2 separate regions of the Anas platyrhynchos genome follow, and region 1 is linked to region 2. Evidence: chromatin contacts called from public Hi-C data. All regions are on one chromosome and are shown on one strand. Each heading gives the region's core, a stretch centred on a gene start, on an enhancer-like site or on the middle of the called end of the contact. The rest is flanking DNA. Distances are from core to core; before and after follow the strand shown. Region 1 has its middle 15 kb from the start of USP44. Region 2 holds the start of SNRPF (small nuclear ribonucleoprotein polypeptide F).

The links. Hi-C and Micro-C count contacts between places; a contact is called where the count stands out from the background.
Region 1: a contact with region 2 is called in a Hi-C map of F5 follicle, with 2.6 times the contacts expected there. The contact joins the enhancer-like site here to the promoter of SNRPF in region 2. A contact is called at or near these places in 6 of 8 Hi-C or Micro-C datasets (F1 follicle, F5 follicle, liver and 2 more).

What each region holds. Positions count from the first base shown.
Region 1 is chr1:46,761,279-46,766,949 of IASCAAS_PekinDuck_T2T, forward strand. No RefSeq gene overlaps it. Among named protein-coding and RNA genes, the nearest start is that of USP44, 15 kb to the right of the region's middle. Within about 2 kb of position 2,388, at least 2 of the 8 cell types and tissues checked have an H3K27ac peak or open chromatin away from gene starts, as enhancers often do. A contact at or near this core is called in F1 follicle, where this site is marked.
Region 2 is chr1:46,676,920-46,682,517 of IASCAAS_PekinDuck_T2T, forward strand. SNRPF (small nuclear ribonucleoprotein polypeptide F) reads right to left here and starts at 3,331. Exons shown (of 4, transcript XM_027452307.3): 1 at 3,172-3,331; 2 at 2,935-3,060; 3 at 2,759-2,823; 4 at 2,049-2,179. The coding sequence starts at 3,174. The coding sequence ends at 2,113.

The DNA.
Region 1 (5,671 bases), core at 1,138-3,637, 83 kb after region 2:
TCTTAGACTAAAATGTTATGAATGTAGTGAAGTTTATTTGTAGGCAAAGACATTATCATAAAAATAAATAGGTAAATAAATAGAACATAACCTTTTAAACCAGTCAGATATCTGGAATCATAATTTCGTCTTTCCTCATTAACAAACATCAGCAAATTTGTGATGTAGCCATCAATATTAGAAGTGTCGGGTACAGTGGCTTCTTTGTGAATGAATGTGCTTTCTCTGAGAACTGGACCGCTGGTAATTAATTATCTCAGTGTCTTTGATCTATTTACTCCGCACATATTTCATCTGTTTTGGTTTGTTACTTGCATTTCAATGATCTCACATTAAGGACTAATTCCTTCAGTTGGGAAAATTGCTTTTCCCTTTCCCATGGGAGCATGCCAGTGAACTAGCTGCTCCTCCGAGATGACAGATCCATTTTTTACTTCTGTGAGCATGACTGCACTGATTTAAGGAATCTGCCCGAATACAGCTGAGGAATGTTGTTTGCTCTTAGGAAGCCTCTGCGTGCATTTATAGCCAACTGCAGACTCCCATTTGACTGTGAAGCTATTGGCTCACTCTCTCACTTTGAGTCTCAATTTTAAAGGTAAAATGGCAGACAGAGATGACAAAGAATCACTGTCATTAAAGATTTTCTTTTGCTCATCAAAAGCAAGATCACCTCTATTTCTAACTATTGGCTAAACCTTAACTGTATTTAACAAGAGTAAAAATTACAGTAAGACTCAGTACATATTTGACTGACGTCAGATTTTCCCAATAATTTTATTAAATTTTCATGTTGTGTCTTTGAACTCAAAATAAAAGAATTGCACCTTTTTTTAACTTTTTTTTTTTTTTTGGGGGGGGGTGTCATATTAGACAAAATACCAATGCTGATGGCATGGGGGTGAAATAGCATTTTCTCCTACCCTCCCCAAAATTTTGAAATCCATGTAGAGTATTTTTCAGTATTAGTGTCAGAAGAGGCTATGACATTTTTGATTCCCTCCTCCCACAGGCAGCTATTTCTGCATATCTGGTGCTTTATCTTTAATAATTTATGTTATTACATTATATGTGATAGTAAAAGTAGACTTAAGGAGAGAATATTGATTTTGTTTGTTTCTGTTCTATAAAAAAAAAAAAAAAAAAAAAAAGAACAAAAACAACAACAACAACAACAACAAAAACACACTTTAACTGGAACTACCAAAACCAAATCTAAGCTAATTTTGTGTCAGAAAACTATGGCAGAGCCCAGCTCTATCTGTCTATAACCCTGCCTGTTTCTTACTAAAATCCTGCCTCAAAGTTAGCTCCAGGTTGAACTAGAGTGGAGAGGCTGAGTCCAAGACAAGGAAAATCTAAGGGCATGTTAACGGAAGAGAGGTTTTACATCATGTCACTGCAAGAGAGGGACTGCTGGACTCTGCAGACGATGCTGATGTACAGGGTGAGCACCGGGAGCAGAGCACTCACCAGGCAGGCATACCCTGTGCAGGAAACACCATCAGGCTTCACATACTTCCATGCCTGAGCAGCTGGGGGAACACATACAGCCCAGAGGTTCATCGTCAAATATTTGTAAGACAGGACAAATCCAGAATCAGCAACTTAAACTGCCAGATTTCACTGTCCTGGCTAAAGGACATCATTAATTTATGCAGTAGCACTTATCTAGCAAACACACACCTAAGGTTGCAGTGATTGTGTCAGATTCACCAGAGCTTTATTTTCTTAAAACCTAAATTGTATCCAAAGTGGTTCTACGGTGTTTTAGGTGCACAGGTACTGTTCTCCAACATCAGTGGTCAAACTCGCCCAGTGCGTGCTCAAACTTCCTTGCTCAGTAGGTTCAATAACATCACAAGGAGCTATTGCAGCTTTCCCAGCCTGATGGTCTTTTATAGCACAGCCCAGAGGACACAGCTCTTTGATTTCTATGAGATCAATTCATATCCTGGAGCTGGAAGCCAAAGCTTTGGTTTCCTGCCCTTGGGTGCTACTGTGATTTGAACATTGAACCTGCTCCTGTGCTCCAGTATCAGTCACCAGCTGGCTCTAGAGTTGTCTCCCTCAGTTGTTCTTCTTTCAGAAGAGGCTGAGAAGGATTATTTTTATCCTTCAGGGTGATACTGGGACACAACAACATTTGCTCTCTCTTCATTTTTTATTGAATGAACAGCTGCCCCTAAGCTGTGCTATGAAACAAATGTATTTGTTTGAGCTAACAAAAGCATGAAATGTACCCTGTATTTGATAAAGAGCATAGAGAAAGGATGTTTTTGCCTCTGAAAGTTTTGGGTTTGGGCTGAGCCACCAGAATGCTCAAGCAACGGAGAGAGGAAGATGTGATATCACACCAGGACTCACAGCTCTGGAGCTGAAGCTCAGGGTTGCTGAAGCCAGCTTCAGGGTTGTGCTCTCTGCTGGCTGCCCCACCAGTCCCTCAGCAACACCTCGGGAGGCAGCAGCTTCCACAGCTCTAATCTTTTCTCTTGGATTTACCTACATTTTGTGCCAGGGAATTGGGCAAGAATGGCAACCAAGGGCTGAATTGTATTATGTATCTGACTGAAAGAGCGGCATCATCAATTTAAGGAGCTCTGCAAGAGGTAGCCAGTGAACGACGCTGTGGGAAGTATCCAGCATCCATTTATCAGGGGCTTATGCTTAGGGGGGGCAAGTGCCTTGCCCAGCTCCACAGGAAAACAAGTCTGGACTTAAGGAGGATGAGATTTTCTCTTCCAGACCCCAGCACTCAGCCTAGCAGCAGGCAGCCTTTCAAAGTCCTGCACCAGGCTGAGTTTTTCTTTTCCGACATCAGAGATTATGTGCACTGGGAAAAACTCAGCAGGGACTAGCAGGCTAGTGGTTGCCAGCCTGCTTTTGGCAGGACTCAGCCTCCTTGCCAGGGAGCAAGACCTGAGAGATCCTTACAAACATTTCTCTGAAGTACCACAGTAGACCACATAATTTTCCTGTGAAGAGACAATTCCAGCCCCATGTTCCTAGTATGAGAATATGACTGTACAAACTTGAGTCTCTTCCCTCTGACTCCTGAGTTCAAGACTCAGACATCACTTTATTTCTCTTCCAGGAAAGGAGGAACTCATTGTATTTACTGTAAATGCTCCCCTTTCACAATCATTCTATGCAACCAATTACAAAAAAAAAAAAAAAAAAAATCCCTCTAAAGTTAAAGTTAAGGCTTTGTTTTGAGATAAATAATTTTATTATTTTTTTTTTTAAATAAAAAATTGTCTGCACAAGATAACTTATTGTGCGGTTATCTCAGGCTGCCCTCTTATGGCAGAATGTTAAACTGTAGCTTTCTTTTTTATTATTATTTTTTATTTTATTTTATTTTTATTATTTTCAAATGTTTTGCAAGCTTGGTTGTTGAAAACTCTTGTCTTAAAAATTACTGAACAATTACTGAACGTCGGAGAAGGCCTGACCACAAAAGTGCATCTCTCATTTAGGAAGAATGTGGCTGATGGTCTCCAAACTCTGCGGGACTTTCTCAAAGCCCAGGGACAGCTGCTGATGAAGCTTTGCTGAAGCTGTGGACAAACTCTCCCCTGCTGTAGAAAGCCCCAGCAAACCAGGGCAGCAACATTGCTGGCCGCTGAGATGATCCTAGAGGCTGTCTCACCTGGCTGCAGATAAGCCTGTGGCTGTGAGAGAGCTCAGCACGTGTTAGCAACCCCAGGGCAGCCTGCAGCCTCCTGCCCAGCCCCACAAAGCTGCTCAGCCCACTTGGGTCCTGGCTGCTCCTCCCCAGGCACCCATTGCACCCCCACACGTGGGACTGGGATGGGGTTGCAAGTGAGGAGGGTGACGATACAAAGCAGTTTTTCACCATTTTAGTGCAGAGGGGAGGAATTGGTCGAATCTATGGCTGCTCAATGTCCATTCAATGTGCAAACACTTAAAAATAATTAAAAAGTGATCCCTTACTTGAAACACTCTCTGAACCATAATAAATGGTAGAGAGAAGACTGCAGACCATGCTTTTGCCATCACCTAAGCCCTCATGGTCCATGCTGTGGTGCCTGCCTGGACAGATGGAGCCTTGCAGTGGTGGCATCCTCACACCTCACGTTCTTCGGGTCTGAGGGCTGTTACTCTTGACTTTGAAACATTCCCACCAGAGGTGAAGTCTTGCAGCATCTCCCGGCTTTTCTGAACACACCCACTAGAGGACAGCAGGATCGCAACGTAGCCAGCTGTTTGTCACAGCCAGGCATCTATGGCTGGTGCGCTCATGTGTGTATAAATACATCAAAAAGAGAAGAAAGTGGCCTGTATGTGTGACTGCAAGTAACTGGTGAATCGAGTGACACTTTGTCAGTAAGGCCTGGCTCAGGGCTGCCCCAGGAAAATGCAGTTCTTTTGCTCATTTGGGGCTTACTTTGTAAAGAAGCCAAAAAAAAATTTGCCCAAAGTGGTACCAGCTCAAGACACCAGTTGTTTCTTTTAGGACAGTGCCCTAGGTCTTCTGTAGGTGTGTGACTATGAAATGGGCCAAGGACTTTGCCTGTAGCATACAGACCCAAGCAAAATGTTCAGACACCCAGGACCATAGGGGCAGCGCTGCTTGTGATACCAGTGACCTGGAGGAAAACCCTGTCTTTCATTTCCAACACATCAGAGCCATGGTTATTTAATGCACAGATATATTTACATCCTCCCAGAGACCAACAGACTGATGTAGAGCAACAACTTCTGCTCTGATGCAGGGACATCTATCGACCGCACAGCAGTACAACCTCTGGAAAGAGTTATTCCCTCTCACAGATGATTTATATATAGCGATAGGTGGAGCAGGTGAACACATATTTTAGTCATTGACATATTTTGCAGTCCCATTTGGCTCCTGGCTGTAAGTGTACATTGCCTTGCCTGAGTTATGAAGTCTTGACATGACCGCTTTTATTTAATTAGTCAGTCTGGAAAAGCAATACCTTAGGCTTTTGATTTCTAAACCAGGAGTAGCATCTGGTTTATGCATTTCAGTCCTGCAAGGAGCGAGGAAGGAGAGCATTTATAGCACCAAACAACAATTTAAAACTTTTCTAAGGATTTGGCATGAGAAACAGTTACATTGCATAAATGTCAGCAGAACATCTTCCTTTGAAAGATTATAAACAAGAAACCACTGAGTTGCCAGGAAGCCAAAATTCCAAGTATTAAACCACTAAGGAAGCAAAATAAATAAAGGTCTGGCTCCTTTGTAATGAGGGGGTGCCCTGCTGCGAGAGCTGTCCCCACCAGCAGATACCTGCTCCTGCTCTCTTGCTCATTCCTTGGCCAGGGAAATGGGTTGGTGCACTGCTGCCGTGCAACCCACAGGGACCTGCAGTCGGTCGTTTCTCTTCCCCAGCCGTCTGTTTTCCTGTGCACAAGGTGGAGATGATAATCATCAGTTTTACTGCCTTTATCCATCTTGGATGATGGATTGAACGAGCGTGGGGGCTTTTATGGGTTCTGCTCTGCTTGCGCAGGGAATGTAACATTTCAGCCTCTGCTTTCCAGGCCCTCGGCTTTGGGATGTGCAGTCCAGGCTCCAGCCCCACAAGGCACCCCAGAACCAGCAGCAGGTTTGAGCAGGACATTGCCCCTGGGAGCCTTTCGAAAGCTCCAATGCCACCCTGGGGCTCCTGCAGGCACA
Region 2 (5,598 bases), core at 2,081-4,580:
TCATTTCACTAAAATAAGCAAAGTAGTATAGTAGAAATAATATAGGTAAAAAAAAAAAAGATACATGTAAAAGTAAATGGAATATCAGGTTATTAAGAGATTTCTTCTCTTTTTGATGGTGGTCATGCATGAACGTCTTAGCATTTTGATTCATTTCTCAGCAGCCCTTGCAAAAGCAAACAGAAAAGATGTGGCCACTTTCCAGCTGATGGGTATAGGATGTCTGTTCTGGACTATCAACAGCCCATTTTTAAGTTAGGGAGTGTCTGCCGCGGTCAGAACAGCATACGCAAAATGCTCTCCCATTTATTTTGCTGCCAGAGATTTTATTGGGAAAAAAAAAAAAAAACAAACAAACAAACAAAAAAAACTTTTCTACTCATTTTAACCTGCTACTGGACCTTCCTTGTTTGAAGATTTTTTCAGTGATATTTCTCAAGCATCAACAAGCATCGCTGTGCTATGTTGAAGAACTCCCTCCCTTTAGGAGGGCAATGGGCGGAAGAACGCTTGCTATGGATCACAGGAAGGCTTTAGCTCTCTCTGAAAAGGCAAAAACGTATTCTCTACCCTCAGGGTGATGACTTAGGCTGCTGGCCGTGCAGCACAAGTCAAGACGTTTCTCTCTATTCAGCTGAGGAACTATTCACATTGATTCACATATACATAATTTGTTCAGCATACACTAGGGCTTCCCAAAGTTATTCTGAAAAGCTGTAAGACTGTCGTGAGGATGGCACCACCTGAATTCAGTGCTCACCTTACCCAGCGCACCTCCAGCCCCACTTCCTCCACATACAGAGGAGCAGTTTTCAGTCAGTGCCAGGCCACTCCAGGCAAGGAAGCAGCTGGATGCTACGATGACAGGCCCAAGCATCTTCCCCTCTGATCCTGATCCTGCTGTAATTATCAATGAGAACACGGAGAACGCACTGCTCTCAATTACATGTATGTTAAACTGCGCATGCTGTATCATAAACCAGACATGGGTTTGCCCCTCCTTACTGCTACTCAAAATATTCTAGAACACATCGAACACTTTTGCTCTACTTGTTTGGAGGTTTCCTAAGTCCATTGCTGATTTAAAAGCACTGATTTATTCATGTACTAGTGCTTGTTTTAGTTTAAATGGCTCATTTCCCTTTCCCAGTGGGACTGTAAGATACTTCAGAAGAATTGTGAAGTAAGCCTTCAGGCTGCCAAAGAGGAGCTGATCTGAATAATGAAAGCCCTTCACAAGTACATCCAATGTGGCTGTTCACTCCTTCTGGCAACCTGCAGCTGTAAATATTAGAGGAGCATGTGCATAGCCACAGGGGTGACTTCCATCACAAGAAACAGGGCAATTTTTCTCTGCAGTAGCTGCCTTTTTTCTTCCCCCAATGTACATAATCAGTATATCCAAATCCAGCTGTGTCTGCCACTCTTTCACATGTCATTGCTCAAAGGACAGGATCCTCACCCAGGTACTGGGAGACCTGCACCCACTTTGTACCCACCAGTTAGCTGCTTAGGTTCTGGTTTGCAGAATGCCCCGCCAGCCACCTGTAGGTAGATTCTGAGCTCCCTCAGTGCTGGCAGCACTGGCAAAGCAGTGGCCTCCTTTCACCAGGAAGTGCAGACAGGTAAGGAACAGGTTCAGTTAACCTGTGTTTGCTTTCAACATTTGAAAACTGGTTACTGTGTTCTTGCCAAAACATTAGTATCCTGGATGCATGATAACAAAGGGCTTTTCATTTTTTTTGGAGGTATGAGACTGAGTATATACAGTCCCATTTTGCAGTGTGTTGTTTTAACAATATTTAGTAATATTTAGTAATAAAAACTTTTGGTTGTGGGTTTTTTGGTTTTGTTTGTATGTGTTGTCTTTCTTTCTTTTTTTTTTTAAAATACTCGCATTTCATTCTACAATTTTCCATTTTATGTTGACATCATTGCCTATTCCACCAGCATTGTTTTTTCTGGACATCAACGGAAGATTAGAGACTTTTTAAAGGGTTAACTTCCCCCATGTTAGAATACAGTAACAACAACACGTAAACACCGTATTACAAAAGTTGTGGAAAATAAAAAAAAAAAAGAGAAAAGTTTATTCCCAGATATACAAAACACCTATTCTCTCATTTCTCCATCTTCTTCCTCTTCTTCCACACCTCTGATGTACAAAACATTATTGCACCTGTAAATAGAACCAAGAGTTACTTTAGCTGAAAGCATTTCAATTTTCCCCACATATACGCTGCTTTAAGCATTTTCCTACTTCACTGCGACCTGGCAACAGCCAAATCCTGCCTAACAAACTGATGCTGTTGACTTTATGCAGCTTTCCCAGTAAGTTCATTATAAATAGGAAAAAAAGTTTGTAGAAGTAGTAAATAACGATGTATAAGAAATATTTGCATTTGAGTCTGCAGTTATGGGCAATAGCTGTAATTTGCGAGTATGCAAAATGCTTTCAGCAGCAACAGCGAAGTAGGTACCCTAATATACTCTACTACTGGCAAGAGATTAATAAATCTGCAGTAACCCCAGGAGGTATTTAATTACCTGAAGATGGGATCATAAATACTTTACGCATACTTTTGTTTTCCTGCCTCAGATGGGGTCTCAGCTTAAAAATTACAATCTTTGTGCGTTTCAGTAGCACTCTGCACTTCAGAATAGATGAGACACACGGTACCTGGTACTACGAGTTTTAACACACACAATAAGAAAAGGTTTGGCAAGATGCTGCCCCCGCTACACGCACCCCAATTACCTTATCAAAACCTCGCCCAGGTGTCCCGACAGCGCCCCGTCGATGTATTCTTCTGTGTTGGCGAGCTTGGGAAGAAACCAGCAGCAAAGTTACCGCGCAGGAGCCGTGCCCAGCGGATCTACCCCGCGGCCCCCAGTGACGGGGAGGGGCCGCCCCGCTCCCGAAGCGCCCCTCACCTGCATGTTCATGTAGCCATCGACGGAGACGAGGTAGCCCTTGTACTCCATCCCCCACTTGAGCTTCACCATCACCGGCTTCCCCGTCAGCCCGTTCAGGAACGGCTTGGGGTTGAGGGGCAGGCTCTGCGGGGACACCGCCGGTCAGCACCGCCCGCCCGCGGCCCCCCCGCCCCTCCCCGCCCCGGGACCGTTAGCGACCGTTAACGGCCGCCCCCCGCCCCCCCCCGCCCTCACCATGGCAACGGGCGCGCGGCGAGGCCCGAGCAGCGCGGGGCGCACGCGGGAGCGGCGGGAGAATGGGAGGCGGCGCCGCGGCCGCTTCCCCTTCCGGGCGCCGCGCCGACCTCTAACCCCTCACCCGCCGCGGGGAAAAGCGCGGCCTCCCATTGGCTCGGCCGGGCCGCGCGCTCCACCCCATTGGCCGAGCCGGCCGCCCGCCGCCCCTCCGCAGCCAATAGCGGGTGCCGCGTGCCGCTCCGCCGCCGCAGTTAGCGCCGAGAGCGCTGCGGGCGCCGCCATTTCGCGCAGGCGGCGGGGCCGGGCGGGTGTCTCCGCGCCCCCCTCCTCGACGCTGCCCCGGGGCCGCCCCGGGGCAGCCCTCGGGCGCTGCGAGCCCGGCGGAGGCTTCGCGCCCCGTCCGCCGGGTGTCGCCGCCTCAGCGGTGCTCCCCGCTCCGCCTCCGTGCGGCTGCGACGCCGCCAGGGGGCTCCCGTTCGTGTACAGGACTCGGGTGCGCACCTGCGGCCTCACGGGCTGCGGGCGGGAGGGGCTGGGGGCGGCTGCGCACTGTCCCTGCGAGCGCTTGGCTCAGGTGGAGGAGTTGCCGCAACTTTTCCTTGGCTGTGGAGAGCGTCAGTCCCTTCACGTTCCTGAAACCTCACCCTGCTGCTCCGGCGTTTGTGGCTGTTAACCTTGGGCAGGCAAATAAATGAGGCAATCTTAGTGCTGTTTGCTATTTGTTGTGTCTGTTATTTAATGCTGAACATGAAAATCATGTACATTCAGTAAATACATTTCCCTAATAGGTCTATTCATTTTTTTGTGCACATGCCTTTCCAAATGACTAGTGCCCAAGTGTTGAAGGCAAAGCCATCATCACCTGCATTAATCTGAGTGGTAGTGCTGTTGATTCAGCCTATCTTATCCAGATCCTAACTGTCTACAGCTCTACATACTTCTAGGATACTGTTATGATACTTTTATGGATGGGTAGAGTGGGAATTACGATTCTTTTCAGCCAGCAAGTGTCAAAAATGCACTCAGATGCTTGTTTCTCTGGTCATTTAAACCAAGTGGTTTTCCTCATGTATTGGCTGGGCAACAGACACAACATCAAAATTAAGCTAATAGGCTTTCTGACACCAGGACTCACAGTGGGTCAGCAGGGTGCAATGAGTTTAGTGCGAGTCTCGGATAAAATAATGCCGTAGGAGTCAGTTTTGCACTTTCCTGACAATTGTTAAAGATAAACGTGTATATTTGTGAATGACAGTGTAGCAGTTTCAGTATTTTATCTGTAAACAACACTTATTTTTAGGTATTGAAGCAATTTGGATCACAAATATCACCTACTTGTGTTAGAAAAACTGTGTATCAAGAAATGCAGGGCTGATTACTTCCAGTTTTTCATACACTCAGTTCCTCTGATAGATGAGTAAATATTCCAGCCCTGTTGTTATTAAAATCACCAACAAATAGAAGAGTTTCTTAGGGTCACAGATACCAGTATTGAAGTCAAAGTAGAGAGTGGGAGTGCTTGACTTCTAGTTTCATAATCAGTGCATGAATTCATGTGTCAGTAATCGCTTCAGCTGTTGCCTGGGTGTTGCGTGGTGGTAGGGTAGGAAGAAGTACCAAAAGCACAACGCATGACTACGTCTGGTATAGGTGACTGGGTAACTTGGTCAATCAGGAAACAAGATAGCTTTTCTCCCCCTCCATGAGGAATTTGCTGTTTCCTTTGTTGACTGAATCATTCTGAGTCAGAGATGGTTTGCTTACGTGGGTCTTCTCTTGACCTTCAGCACAGGAGTGAATTTCACCTTTTGTCCTCATTGTGTTTCCCCATGTAATCGGGGAAGTAATAGTTTGCATTCTTTTCTGTCGTTGGGTCAGGGTATTTAGGATGTTGCTCAACAGGAAATGAACAGGAAAGAGTTTTTGTTGTAGATTAATACAAACCTTAGATCTTGGGTGGATGGATAGGGTTCCTTGTACAGCTCAGGAGTGGGCATTTAGCATGACTGCCTACACTTTGTTCCTAAGGAAAAGCGGTAAGCAGCGGGTCATCCGATGGCAGCAGCATGTCTGGTGGAGGGACACATTAGACAGCATTATCTGTGTAAGTGCAAATCTGCACTGACATCATTAAAACACCATGTCGCCCAAATACTGGGCAGAGGGGACCAGCTCCTGTGCTCTCACATTGCTGAGAGAAAGCTGAGCTGTCCAGAAGTATTTCCTGATTGAGCTGAGTTTACTGAGACAGGAACTCCCTGCAATAACCTCATGCTGCCTGTCATAAACACATTTCTTAAGGAAACTTCCAGAGCTGCCTCGCATTCCAACTTTTGGACTGTGTATGGCGTGGCCATCCCGCACCTTTCCCAAGGCAATGCCAGCGTCAATGAGGTTTTGCTCTGCTACAGTGTTCTCCCACAC